Linked DNA regions of Sus scrofa: region 1 is linked to region 2. The links are chromatin contacts, called in public Hi-C maps. All regions are on one chromosome and are shown on one strand. Each heading gives the region's core, a stretch centred on a gene start, on an enhancer-like site or on the middle of the called end of the contact. The rest is flanking DNA. Distances are from core to core; before and after follow the strand shown.

What was found. Hi-C and Micro-C count contacts between places; a contact is called where the count stands out from the background.
Region 1: a Hi-C map of retroperitoneal adipose tissue shows a contact between it and region 2, with 2.9 times the contacts expected there. The contact joins two enhancer-like sites. A contact is called at or near these places in 2 of 5 promoter capture datasets (fetal skeletal muscle and liver), 25 of 47 Hi-C or Micro-C datasets (adipose tissue, alveolar macrophages, brain and 14 more) and 2 of 2 datasets of contacts at active chromatin or transcription factors (alveolar macrophages and skeletal muscle).

The regions. Positions count from the first base shown.
Region 1 is chr1:181,428,139-181,431,960 of Sscrofa11.1, forward strand. The region is part of intron 1 of LOC106509105 (a long non-coding RNA gene); the gene reads right to left. Among named protein-coding and RNA genes, the nearest start is that of GNG2, 55 kb to the right of the region's middle. Within about 2 kb of position 2,068, at least 4 of the 83 cell types and tissues checked have an H3K27ac peak or open chromatin away from gene starts, as enhancers often do. A contact at or near this core is called in retroperitoneal adipose tissue, where this site is marked.
Region 2 is chr1:180,988,227-180,992,550 of Sscrofa11.1, forward strand. No RefSeq gene overlaps it. Among named protein-coding and RNA genes, the nearest start is that of TMX1, 57 kb to the left of the region's middle. Within about 2 kb of position 2,610, at least 22 of the 83 cell types and tissues checked have an H3K27ac peak or open chromatin away from gene starts, as enhancers often do. A contact at or near this core is called in retroperitoneal adipose tissue, where this site is marked.

The DNA of each region.
Region 1 (3,822 bases), core at 818-3,317, 440 kb after region 2:
TTGGTGTTGATTAATGTGCCAGAGACCACGCCTCTGATGGCCTAGAGTCCTGGGGTGGCAGGACACATGGGCCTAGTCCTCATGGAGTCCTGGGCATGCACAAAGCTGAAGGCTCCACTCAGGGGCTGCTTGGATTGGAACTTGAAGCCTTCTACCAAAGTGTGGTTCTGCAGCAACTGCTTCAGAACCAGTCAGAGTGTGCATAACACGCAGATTCTTTGGGCCCAACCCCTCCACCCCAGAATCAGCCTCCATAAGCAGTGCCCAGAATCTGCTTTTTAATAAGCTCCCCACCCCCCAAACACGATTCTTATGTGAGTGGTTCTTAAACTTAACAAATGAAAATGAAGGAAGTATATGATTCACAAAGGGAATTAACTCAACTCCAAGCAGCTTCTATTACAAATGAGAAAGGAATCCCACAAGCCACTGCTGGAGGCGCTCGGGTCTGGAGTGAGGTCTCGTCAGCAAGGCAGGGCCTGGGGGCAGAAAACAGAGCTGGGCTCCGGAGCGTCCGCCTCCTGTTCTTGGCTGCAGCCTGACCCCTGGTGGTCAGAGTGAGTGGTTTAGTACAAAGGACCCAGAACCTTTGGCTATTTGGGATGCCAGGAAATGTTGTAACAAACTCCACCTCAGCAACCAAAGGCTCTATTGCCAAAACTAGGATGATTTGAGGAGGAAGATATTCGTATGTTATGGATTTTCCAAATTCCTTGTTTGACCTCCATTGTTGACTCATCCTGTCAATGCCCCTCCCCAAACATCTCTAGGTTGCATTTTAGCTACATTTCTGCATCTCATCTGAGGGAAGAGAGCAGGACAAGGAGTTTTGTTTTTTGTTTTGTTTTTTTAAGGCTGGAGATGTGGCCAGAATTCGCAAACTAAAAACAGGTCACAGGTGTACCCACAGTCTCCCTAATGCCGCTGCCTTTTCCTCATCAGCCCAGGTCCACTCTGCCTCTCACCCGGCTGGCGCACCTGAACCCACAGAGGAGTGAGTGAGCCCGTGAGCCGGCCTCACCGTGGCAGCAGTCCTCCCTCTGCCCACCTGGTAAAGGGAGGCTCATTTAGCACCAGGACATGGAACCTGTCAACTTGCTGAAGCTCAGCCTCTCCCAGGATGCAGGTGGTCATGAAAACAGGTAATTTAAAGAAGTCTCTCCAGTAATATACCACCCTCTCCCTCTCCTTTTTAATTCTTAGGCATTTGTAACAACAGAAAGAGATTATCAGACTTGAATGATGAATAAGAGTGTGTGTTTGCATTTCCAGAACTGAAATACAGAGCTCAAATCAGTGACTGCAAAAAAAAAAAAAAAAAAAAAAAGCTGAGTTATTGTAAAGAAGGTAGCAAATTCAGAGAGGGGAAAGTTCAACCCAGAGTCAGTGGAAGGGAAGCTCTGCCTGAGAGGCAGGACCTGAGTTGGTTCAGGGTTGACTCTTCAGGTGTTTGCACACTTGTCTGAGAGCTCTCTGTAAGGAAGGCTTTGAGCTGAATGCTAGGAAGTCAAAATAAATAAAAATAAGGCCTCTGACTCCTCCCTTCAAGTTCTTAGTCTTTCGGGAGGCTGTGGAAAGTCATAGGAGCCAACAACTATCACACTATTTGGACTCTGATTTTTTTTTTTTTTTTTTTTTTTTTTTTTTGGCATTTTAGAGCCCCACCCACAGCATATGGAAGTTCCCAGGCTAGGGGTCAAATGGGAGCTGCAGTCACTGACCTACACCACAGCCACAGCAATGCCAGATCCTTAACCACTGAGCAAGGCCAGGGATCAAACCCACATCCTCATGGATACTAGTTGGGTTCATTCCTGCTGAGCCACAACAGGAACTCCTGGACTCTGAATTTATGTGGCATGTTTAGCTCTTTGATTTGCTGTGTGATTATCATCATCTCTCTTGTTTGCCAAACCCATAGAAGTTTACTTCATTCTCACCATAATCCTAACATTATTTACTACTTTCCCCTTTGTATAAATGAGGAAACTGACCCCTTAGGGAGAACAGATATTGTATCCAAGATCAAATAGCTGGGAAGTGGGGGAGCCGACCCAGCATGAGCCTGACTCCAGAGCTCACTGTCACCCACTAGGCGACAACATCCTCCAGGGCCTCCCCCTCTAATCTTGTTCTGTGCTCTCACATCCTTTCCTCCTGTCTCTGAGGATAAGGCCCATGGCTGTCAAAGCTCAATCGTCACTTCACCCCTCCCTTCCCGTTGTTAGGACCTGTCCATTCTCCTCCTCTTCCTGCACCCTCAGTTCATCCCTTCTGCGCGTTCCTTCCCCTCAGCCCGTGAATGTGCTGAAGGCTCTCCTTCACCAAACAAACCCACAGACAAAACATATCCAAAGCTTCCTATATCACATACCTATTAGAACAGCTAAAATAAAACATAGTGACAATACCAAATGCTGGTGAAAATTGAATCTCTCCTAAATTGCTGTTGGGAATGCCAAATCGTGCAGTCTTGGGGAAAGTAGTTTGGTACTTTCTCATAAAACGAATTAAATATACACGTACCAGATCATACAGCAATTGCATTCCTAAGCATGGATGCCAGAGAAATGGAAACTTAGGCCACAAAAACGTCTACATGATCTTCGTCACAGCTTTATTTCTAACAGCTCCAAACTAGAAACAACCCACATGTCTTTGAGGGGGTGAATGGCCAAACTAATGGTGGTATATCTGTATAATGGAATACTACTCAGTAGTAAAAAGAAACAAGCTCTTGATACTTGCAACCATGTTGATGTTGTGAAGAGAGCTGAGTGAAAAAAAAAAAAAAACCCTATCTTGAAATGTTATATAGTACATATGGTATATAGGACCATTTATGTAATACTTTCCAAATCGCAAAATTACAGAGATGGTGAACAAATGCGTGGTCACCAGCGGTTGGGGCCATATGCAGGAGCTCTTTGTGGTGAGGGAACAGTTGTGTGTGTGATTGTGGTGGTGGTTACACAAATTTATGCAGACGATAAAGTTGTATAGAACTATTCATACACATATACATATGCGTGCATGTAAAAACTGCTAAAACTTGAATAATATCTGTAGGTTGTATGGATGACGATTTCCTGGTTTGAAAATACATACTCTAGCAATATATGATGCTACTCTTGGGGGAAGCTGGATGGTGAATACATGAGACCTCTCTGTACTGCTTTTGCAACTTACTTTAAATCTGTAAAATTAAGTGTTTTTTGAAAAGTACATGTACTTAGCAAACAAGGTCCCAAAGCATCCTTGACCCTACATCCAGTTGAGCCCTGCTGGATCCCCAGCTACAGGCCACCATCCCATCTCTCTTTTCCTCATCTCACCCAGTGCCATCCTGAAGGTAATCTGCCCTCACCATCTCCACAGCCTCAACTTCCACTCACTCCAGTCCACTGCCATCTGACTTCTGCAACCTCCCCTTTGCTAAGGAGAGTTTTCAGTTTTTAGCTTGCAGGCTTTTCTGCTGCCTTTGAAACCACTGAATCCTTCCTCCTCGGACTCTAATCATCCGGTGGCTATGGCAATGCACTCCCCTGCTTTTACTTAAACCTCTCTGACCACTCCCCCATCTCCTTTGTGGACTTCTTTTCAATAGCTTCTCGTCTTCTACTTAGCCCTAACACTGATGTTAAGGGATTGACACTGACCCACTGCTTTTCTTTTTCTCATTCTATTCCAGAACAACCTCCTCTGTTCTCCTGGGGGTTTTTTTGTTTGTTTTGTTTTCTTTCCTTCTTCTTCTTTTTTTTTTTTTTTTTTTTTTTTTGCTTTTTAGGACTGTACCTGCGGCACATGGAAGTTCCCAGGCTA
Region 2 (4,324 bases), core at 1,360-3,859:
CATTCAGGGGCTTGTGGAAAATCAATAAGCAAGAGTTTTAGTGGAATATATTAGGCAGTCAACAGATTTGAAAAAATATTGCCAGTTTTTCATCCTTCAACCAAATTGCCTTCATTCCAAGTTGTTGTTAAGCCTACTAGAAAGAATGAGTTGATCTATATTAATTTGGAGAGACTCCTATTTTGTCATTGTTGTTATAGTGGTCCTTAGGTGAGGAAATGAAGATGCAGAAAAATACATACAGTAGATTCCATTTTCATTAACCAAATGTTAAACATAGCACCCATGGACTTCCAGTTTGGTATCACCAAACTGTAGCACTTTCCAGAGATCAGCAGGTAGGAGGAGGAAGAAATCAGGAGGTTATCCCCAAACCCTTGCCCATTCCCTCCTTGCTTGGCCCTGGTTTGGGCAGCTGGCCACGACTCCACTGAGCAGCCCTGAGACTGACAAGGTTCACATGAGACCATCATTCCTTTCTCTTGCCCCTTAGGCTTCAGCGTGGTGGTGACTGCCTCCTGCTGTTTCCAGTTTCTGGTTGTTTTTCTATTCCCTTAACCATGTGCAGACCATTTGTGAAACACGATTATTATGCTAAAACTGCTCAGCCTCTACCCACTCCACACCCCGCCTTTTTGTGCTGGGCTGGGAGTTTCCAAGATACAACCTTCTTTGCTGCAGTTCCCTGCTAGTTCTGCACATGCGAGATGCGACAGGGCCTGGGGGTGCGGGGGTGGTGTGTGTGTGTGTGTGTGTGTGAGAGAGAGAGAGAGAGAGAGAGGGAGAGGGAGAGGGAGAGAGGGAGAGGGAGAGAGAGAGAGAGAGAGCCTTCCCCAAGCTGCTCTTCCTGTTCAATTCCTCACAAAAGCCTACCTGCCAGGCAGCAGGATCCAGGCTATTGACCCCACTCTCAAGGAAGGGCTGTTTAAGAGCCCCAAGCTCTTTCCTTGGTTCCCTGGTCCCAGGAGAGCTCTCTCCTTTTTTAGTTACTCTTCTGTGTTACCTCACTGAGCCCTTTCACATATTCAGATCTCCAGCCCTTTTTTCTTTTTATTGTGGTAAAAAGAACCCCAAACAACAACAAACACATAACATAAACTGTATTAAACATTTGTACTTGTCGAGTTCAGTGGTGTTAGGTACACTCTCATTGTTGTGAAACAGAACTCTAGAACTTCCTGACCTTGCAAAACTGAAACTCTGTACCCATAAAATAACCACTCCGCAACCACCTTTCCACTTTCTGTCCCTATGAATTTGACCATCTTAGATACTTCATGTAAAGACCTCTGATTCTTTTAAGCAAATTCTTGTTATTAAAATAATTGGCATAGTTTCTATTTTCCTAATCGGACTATGACATATTTCTGTAAATAGTTCCTTCTTTAAATAATTTTCACTTCAATTCCTTAAATGTGCCCTTGATTCCTGCTGCGATCCCTACTGATACATTATCTTAGAGGGATATTGCTAAAATAACAGTAAAGGTGAAAGCCCCTTTTAAACCAAAAAGTGCTGTGTCTTGTTACTATTAGTACTAGTAGTACCAGTAATATTCCGAATGAAACTTCCTCTGTGGTTTCCCTTGAGGCACCAGCATCCAGAGTAGAAGGATGATAAGCATTAGAAAATGATTATAGTGTCAGGGTTTTGACTGACACTTTGTGGCTCTAACCCTGAAGGTCAGGATGAAAAGCCAGGACAGGAAATCTGTCCCCTTTCTTAAGAGAGGGTGTGGAGAACATAATAGAAATCTCATATTTATATTCACAAGTAAATGTGGGGAAGAAGCCGGAGTGTCTGTGTCCTTAAGTGATACGGAGGCTCTGGCTCCTGTCAAGACAAGGCTCTGATCCCAGACGTCAGTCCCCAGCGATTCAGTGACACTTCAACATCCGGACTTAAAATGAACAATCTGGTTGCTTTTCCAGAGCAGTAAATGACTGGAAAATCCCCAAACACAAGCCAACTCAGCAAAGGCCAGAAACCTCTTGCAGCCATAGCCCTGGCCAGAGATTTCCCTACAGGGTGGGGTTCCCCAGCCTCTTCAAGAGGAGCCCTCCTTTCTGCTCGGGTCGTATGGTAAAAAGAGGCTTCAGCAGGTCTCCCAGGGGCTGGAAAGGAGTGGGGGTGCCTGGGGGTAGGAGGTGTTGTGGGCAAGTCCACTGAGGAGAGTCTCAGCTTCCCTGTGGCTCTGGCTGTCTCCACATTCTGGAGAATACAGGCAATCCCTGCCAGGAAAGAAGGCCTCAAAACACCAAGTCTGAGGGAGATGAATAAGGCATTTCTGGAGCAGCTGTTAATCAAGAAAACCTGGGCAAAAACGGCAGGCTCTTGCTTTCTTCTGAAACTGTTTGCCTGGCTTGGTGTCTTTGTATTTGGATAGGGGTAACCGTGAGAAAAAGTTCATCTATGTGGGTTTTGTGGCTAGATGTTAGTCATACACACGAGTGACTTCTCCAATGCCCAGGAGCTCTGTAAACCCCAAGAAATTATTTGTAAAACCATGTGTGTGCATGGAAAGTTTTCCGGAGCCTGTAAATGTCATCTGATTCACAAAAGGGTCAGTGTCCCCTCCCTGCCTCTCTCCCCATCTCCAAATTGAGAACAGCTCTCAATTATGAGTCACTGGAGGGCAGGACCATGACTTTCATCCTTGAAGCTCCAACAGCATCCTGCCCGATGTGATTTTTGCATAGTCTTTTAATGAGTATTTACTAAATTGAACAGGTAAAAGTAAAAAGTAGACTTCTAACTTCTAAGGAATCCACAATAAATCCTTTTCACCCTGAACATGAGAGACATTTTCCAGGATCTCATTAACAGCTTCTTCTATTTCTGGAGTCTGGAGTTTCCTCTTACAGGAATCCTGACATCAGAGGACACAAGAACTAATGTGGAAGCCTGAGGGCAGGTTCCCCCACCAGCACTCCATGCTTTTGTGTTTTGTACCCTACTTTCATCATTTGGAAAATCATAGTCTCTTCCTGTGTCTATTACTTAATGACATTTTTATGGAGAAGCATAATAAAAATAAGAGGAAGGAATTTTTTTATAAACTAGAAGTCATGGTACCAGCACTGATGGATGACATAGGAGTCAGGTACTCTCACTTCCAGGTTATTAGAGGGGGGGAAAAAGAGACAAATTGAGGTAGGAACAAGAGATGTAGTGAGATACTGTTATTACGATCATTACAAATTGACCAGGCATAGTGTAGGTGATGAGGGAAGAAAGGTAGCTTTGAGTCCCTCACTTCAAGACAGAACAATGGAAATGAATCAGAAGAGTGCAATGAGTCAGAACAGTGAAAAGACTATATTAATTTTTTTAACCACTACCTTCATCTTAGCTGGGATTATTTTCCTCTTAGTTATGACTCCTAGTCTACTAGGGACGTTAAAATGGGGGGACTGTGGTAGGAAATGGGCACCATATTTCATTGATTCTGGAATGCACATTTTCTACGTTCCAGCATCTCTGGGGTTTACTTGGGAGTGTCAGCTATGCTCAGCAGAGATGCCATTGTAAATAGTGCTTCAAACCTGGACATAGTTGTTCATATTGCCATCACTTCGGTTGAATTAAATGCACTGAATTTAGTGCAGCTGTTGGGGTGAGTTCCTATTTGAAAGACCCTCAGAAAGATTACACTATTACTTGGCACTGAAATGAAAAATTTATTGTGTGCAAAATGGTGTGGAAACAGAGCAACAGGGCTTTGATATTGGTGGAGCAGATATACATGGTTGGGGGAATGAACACAAATTCATATGTTTTGCAAAGCAACAACAGAGTGCTTTCTAGAAGCTAAGAGAGGAAGAGCCATCCCTAAAGTAGAAGCAAGTTCTACTAAGCTCCACGATAGGGTTGCCATCACAAGCCCAGCTGAGTGACAGGAGAAAATGCCAATTCTTCCTGAATGAAAGAGACGTCAAAGCAAGGAGAGGCTTGCATGACCGTGGAGCCTGTGGTTAGGGAATTGTATCCTAGTTGAATGGACTGTGTTTTTCCTTAGTACTTAAAGAAAGGTGTGTTTTAGAATCATTTGAAAATAGTACAAATGCAGGCTTATTGCATTTCAGGGAACCACTCTCATTTTACAGAGAAGGAAGAGAGAAGGAGTTCCCTGGTGGTCTAGTGGTTAGGACTCAGTGCTTTCACTGCTGCAGCCCAGGGTCAATCCCTGGTCTGGGAACTGAGATCCCACATTAAGCTGCTACACCTGGCCAAAAAAAAAAAGAGGAAAAGAAAGACGGACTCAGTGCCTCTTGCTGGTGGGCTTACTCTTATGAGATTTGGCACACAGTTGGCAGGCAGTTGC